Regions from separate parts of the Rattus norvegicus genome. Here region 1 is linked to region 2. Evidence: chromatin contacts called from public Hi-C data. All regions are on one chromosome and are shown on one strand. The core of a region is the stretch at or near the end of the contact, and the rest is flanking DNA. Distances in the headings are between cores, read along the strand shown. Region 1 overlaps Rora (RAR-related orphan receptor A). Region 2 overlaps Rora (RAR-related orphan receptor A).

Region 1 (2,700 bases), core at 74-2,573, 260 kb after region 2:
GGTGTCAGACACTCCCATCCATTCCCAGGACCCACCAACCTGCATCCAGTTAACTCAGAAAGCCTGTGGTCTTCTTTTATTAAGCCAGCCCATTCTGTTTGTGAAGCTCTCTGGCTTTTATAAACACACTCTGTCTGCTCCCTTGGAACTCTAGCCCCTTACACTCTCTATCCTCTGTCCCTCCCCCAACCCCAGACCTTTCATAGGCTGTTAATTATCAATAGTAAGTTCACAGCTATACAAACTGAAGCTAAAATTGACGACGTGGTTTCTACATTATTCCATGGCTATCGGATGGCAGAGCAGTGTTTTAAATCTAGGTCTGGCTTGCTGTGGATCTCTTATTCTTATGTATCGCCGACCTTTCATGCTAGGGGAATGAGGACTGGGGGCTGCCTGTTAACTGGCCTGAGGAACAAGCTGGAAGAAATGGAGCAAGTGTCAGTGTTCGGTGGAGGGAGGAGGAAATTGGTATATACATGAAGGAGTGAGTTAAAAAGACACCCCTCTGGACTGGGACTGTACTTTCCTAAGCTAGGCTGACTGAGGTTGTCTCTGTGTAACTCACATCTAGCTATTGACAGCTTTCCACCTGGTGACATGCTTAATGGCCCATGAAATTCTAGCCCTCGGGGCTCAAGCCTGATATTTATGGTTCCCACATAAACCTAAAGTGGACGGTAAATTTATCTCTCTCCGATTTAGGTGGCTAAAATGGCTATTTGGGACTCTGAAAAGAATAGTTGGCTTTATAGATATGTTATATCAACTTTAACAAAAGATTGGTGTGGGAGGAGGGTGTGGAAAGCTGGTACCAACTATGGGGATGCTTCCAGAGGTCTCTGGGAATGGATTTCTTCTGTGCATGTGGGTATCAATGTGAAAAGGAAGGAATTACACATTGGTGGGGGGATACAGATGGGCTTATATCATAATAAACAGTTGCCTATCTGGAGTAACCCAACTCTATTACATCACAGCAGAAAACACAGGAGAATCTGCCAGGCAGCTATAAGGGGAAGCTGTCCTTTCTGAGCTCAGAGGCTGTCGAAATGGGTTCTGACACAGCTAGGTACTGGGGCCAAAGGGTATCCAAGCAGAAGTAAGCTTGTGGAATTCTCCTTGCTGGAATTGGGTTGGTCTCCAGGGGACTTTGCTCCCAGGCAAGCAACTGTGTCCTTTGGGCTGGCCTAGATGGGCATCCTGCAGACTGGACACATTCAGAGACAGAGGCTCTCTCACCTCCCGGTTCTCAGAGGTGAGCGCGCCCGGTATGCAGGGCGTGCCTCTAGGTTCAGCAGCAAGTCCCAACACAGACTCAGAGCAAAGTCCTGTTTGTTCCCATGCAAAGATAGGGCCCTAGTAACAGCCAGCACCTCCTCTTCCCTCCCCAACCTTAGTCCTTCAGCTTTCCAGCCGGAGAGTTTCTCTCTATCCCTGCTGATAACAACAGCAGTCCGTTGTTAGGAGGTCGCTGTCCAGAGCTGCTGTGGCACTTGCATTGGAAAAAGCAGAGCCATTGCAGCAGAGACACCCAGAGTGGAGCCTTTCCTGTTGCTGGTCTCTATACCTTGGAGCCAGAGTCTCGGTTTTCTAATCTATCAAGTGTCAATAAACATACCACCCAAAACCTTGTGACAAGAGTAAATGATCGCTTTTTAAAGATTGGAATAGTTATTGATTTCTGAAACTAGAATGCGGGGTTTTTGTTTTGTTTTGTTTTGTTTTGTTTTGTTTTTTCTTTTCTTTTTTTAAGCAAGAGGATGGCAAACTTTCTCCATTATTTGGGAAAAAAATTTTGCATCAAAATCCAACCAGCACCATATTCTCCCCAAGGGCCTGAGAAAAAAATCTGCAATCGCCTCTCTAGGATCCCACAGATCATCTAGCTTCTCATCTCAACTCAGGGGGAAAGAGACTCTTCCTCCCCCTCCTTCCCCTCCTTTCTCCCCTCCTCCTCTTCCTCCTCTTCTTCCTTCCAGGGCCACTCACACACTGAGAAAGCCTTCTCAGCCTCTCTCTCTCTCTCTGGAATTTTCATGCACACACCCCCCTCCTTCAACACCCCCATCTCCTCTTCTCAAAGTTAGTGCAGGAGTCTGAACCTGAGTCTTGCCAGGAAACTCCTTTAGATAGAAGTGTTTCAATTCAGGCACGCTTGGCCCTGCCCCCACCCCAGCCCAAGATGGCATTCTTGGACCTCCTTCTCTGAGGCCCCTTCTGAGTAAGCTGAAGTTGGAATGCCCTCCTGAGGTGGATGTATAAAAGCCAGCAGCAGCCTGAGAGCCAAGGTAGGAAACGGCAGACACGTTCCTGAGCAACCTCAATAGAGAAAAGCTTCTTTGATCTTCTGGAAACTTCCTGCAGCCTGTGCTGAATATTTGTTTGTTCTGAGGCAACTCAACTTTTTTTTTTTTTTTTTTTTGGTTTTGTTTTTCTGGCTCTCTAGTGCACGACTGTATCTCTGTGTAAAAGGAAAATGTGTTTTCTCAGTAATGATACTCACTCTCTGAACCTCAGCACCCACTTCTGAAGATGATTTCATCATCAAGATAAAACTCCTGCTAACTCCTGGAACCCAAAAGATAAAGGCTGTGGCTGCTGCCAGCGACTGGAGCTCACCTCCCAGAGTCTGACAGTGATGCACACACACACACACACACACACACACACACACACACACACACCCCTCAAAAATGT
Region 2 (2,700 bases), core at 198-2,697:
GGAGGTCTAATGCAAATTATTACGATGTAGGCGCGTTTGAGGGCAAAGGGAGCTGAGGGCTAGCTTCCACAGCAACTCCGTGTTTCCTTTTTTTTTCTTTCTAGTTCAAAAATAAAAGTCAAGTAATCCAGAAAGTGCCACCCCGATGTTTTTGGCTATTTTTTTTTTTTTTTTTTTTGCAGTGGCGTTGGACATCGATGACTTGTCCTTTGCCTCTAGAGAATTGGGAGTCAAGTAGTGCATACTCCCTGACCGGCTAGATCTCTTCCGTGGCACCGACAGGGTTAATACAGCGCAGATGCATCTGGGAGAATCTGAATATCTGTCTAGATGTTGTGTAATTTCAACCAATCAATCAAAGGACACCTTCAGGAACAGCCTTGGGAAAAATGTCAACTAAGCAAAAATGCCTGTCCTCCGTTCCTCCTCCTCCTCTTCCCTCTCCGGTCTCCACCCAGTGGATGGAAAGGCCCTTCTATTTTAGATGTAAATAAGTTGGTGAGCAAAATACTGGGTTACTCAGAGCAGCAAACATCCTTTTCAGGGCTAACACGGGGGTTTTCTAATAGCCTCCATACCTGGAGCTCTTAGTACATAGTAAATAATGCACTGTGAGCTTTATCTCACCCAACGGTCACAGTATTATTTGAGAGGGACCCAGTATGATCTCTGTTTGTCAGAAGAAAGAAAATGAGGTTTCATGTGGCTTACTGTCTTGGGCTTGACCCCAGAGTTAGGAACTGGCAGAGAAATGTGAGCTTTCCTTGGTGTAACATAGACCAGGGTCCTATCCTGTACCCTGCTTCTTTCACGGCTTCTTAGAGCCAAAGTTCCCCTCCTGTCCCTCATAGGAGCCACCAGTCATGTGAGCCTGTTTATATTTAAATTCAAAGTAATTAGAAGCCTGTGGCGTTTAAAGTGTGGTTCTTCAGTCACACTAACCTCATTTAAAGTATTCTGTGGTCACAGGGGCTACAGACCCCTGTACTGCACGGGTCAGAAAGAGAATTTACATCACCATGGGAAGTTCTATAAGTAATTTGCTGTCTAAATATGATGGTGCATGCCAATAAACCCAGTATTTGGAAAGCAGAGGTCAAAGGATTACAAAATTTTTTTGTCTAACCTTGGCTACCCAGTAAAACCTTGAGAAATTGTTTCAAAAGAACCAACAGGAAAGGAAAAGGGGGATAAAATCTGACAAGCTTGACCCAAGTTTGTCTGTCCTCTTCCTCCACATGCACATGGTCTGGCACACGAACATGAACATACATGAAAAATGGCACTGGAAGAGAAAGAGAATTTTCAGAAGAGAGGAGAGCCTGGCATGCCTGTGCCTCAAATATCCTGCTCCGAACTCCGGTTGACTCTGTGCCACCTCTGTGACTTGACCCTGGAGAGTAACTGCAGAGTGCTCCAGCGGGTTCCACACTCAAGCAAATATTTGCTCATATCCATTCTTTACTCAGGCTGCTGTTCTCAAACGTCAACAAAGCAGGGTCCTGGCTTTGTTCTCTCCTTGGCCTGAAAATAGGGCCACTTTTTCTGTTTTCCTCTTGACTCTTGTGACACAAAAAGACCAAGAATGAGGTGGGTCACTTAGCACCCTGAGATGAAAGGACGGCCCAGCCCCTGTCACATCGCTTTGGCGGTGGGGGTTCTGCTGACTGTCTTTAAGAAATCCGGGACAATAAGGAGACTCAGCAGCCAGCATAGAATGCCCAGATGTTGGTCCATATCCAACAGGCTTTCCAAAGAGAAGTGGGGGGGAGGAGGCTGGGGTGGAGGCCAGCCTCGCAGTCCTGGCTTTACAAACTAGAGGTGGCCCAGGAGCTCCAAGAGACTGTCCAGAGAGTTGACATGGAGGCTGTGGAGTCCGTGGTGGGCTTCTGGTTCTATACCAAGGCCTGAGTCTGAGTGCAGGGTGGCAGGCTTCTAAGCTCACCTCCTTCCCTCCAGCTCAGAAGCCTGGTGGACCTTGCTCAGAGAGGCATCCGCGAGCAGACAACCCTAGAGCTTGGTGTCAGACAGGTAGCCTTGCATGTCCTTTGCTGGGTGTTCGTTCTCCAAATTATACTCGTTTCCAGTACTAAATCTTGCCAATGGTGTGACCACCCTGTAAATTTGGTAAAAGTCATTAAAATCGTACATTAATGCGTGTGGATTTTTCGATATATAAATTGTGCCTCCGGAAAACTGCACTGAAAAATTTAAATCACATCTTTTAATGGATCGTCTAAGTATCTCTCTGGAGTCCAGAGGGTGTACCAGGCTGCACCTTACGCAAAATAATGGACAATTTTCAGGGCTTCTGGTAGGCTTGCTTCCCCTGCCCAGTCTCTGTGGTCTTCTTCCTAAAAGCTAATCCAAACCTTCTTCTTTACCCAATGTGGCTTCCCAAATGAAGTCTTACTTTTTTACTTACTCACTGGGGAAGGAGTCCATTGCCCTGAATCAACTCTTTCCTATATTTGTATTTTAAAATGGTCTCTCTTTACAGCATGGTATGTTCAATCCCCATGCGAGGGATTTAAACTCTTAAAAGAACACATAGAGGAGGGGGGGGGGCGATGGAGCTGGGTTTTCTCTCCAAGAACCTAGAAACCACAACAGGAAGGCAACCGTCTATTGTCTGTCAGTAAAATCAGACAAAGACTGGACTGGCCCTGTGTCCGTAGGCACAGCCATGTAAATGGCTTT

Evidence for each region. Hi-C and Micro-C count contacts between places; a contact is called where the count stands out from the background.
Region 1: a Hi-C map of liver shows a contact between it and region 2, with 4 times the contacts expected there. The contact joins two enhancer-like sites. A contact is called at or near these places in 4 of 12 Hi-C or Micro-C datasets (hepatocytes, kidney and liver).

Annotation. Positions count from the first base shown.
Region 1 is chr8:78,751,343-78,754,042 of GRCr8, forward strand. The region is part of intron 2 of Rora (RAR-related orphan receptor A); the gene reads left to right. Among named protein-coding and RNA genes, the nearest start is that of Ice2, 170 kb to the right of the region's middle. Within about 2 kb of position 1,324, at least 2 of the 93 cell types and tissues checked have an H3K27ac peak or open chromatin away from gene starts, as enhancers often do. A contact at or near this core is called in liver, where this site is marked.
Region 2 is chr8:78,486,299-78,488,998 of GRCr8, forward strand. The region is part of intron 1 of Rora (RAR-related orphan receptor A); the gene reads left to right. Among named protein-coding and RNA genes, the nearest start is that of Rora, 300 kb to the left of the region's middle. Within about 2 kb of position 1,448, at least 9 of the 93 cell types and tissues checked have an H3K27ac peak or open chromatin away from gene starts, as enhancers often do. A contact at or near this core is called in liver, where this site is marked.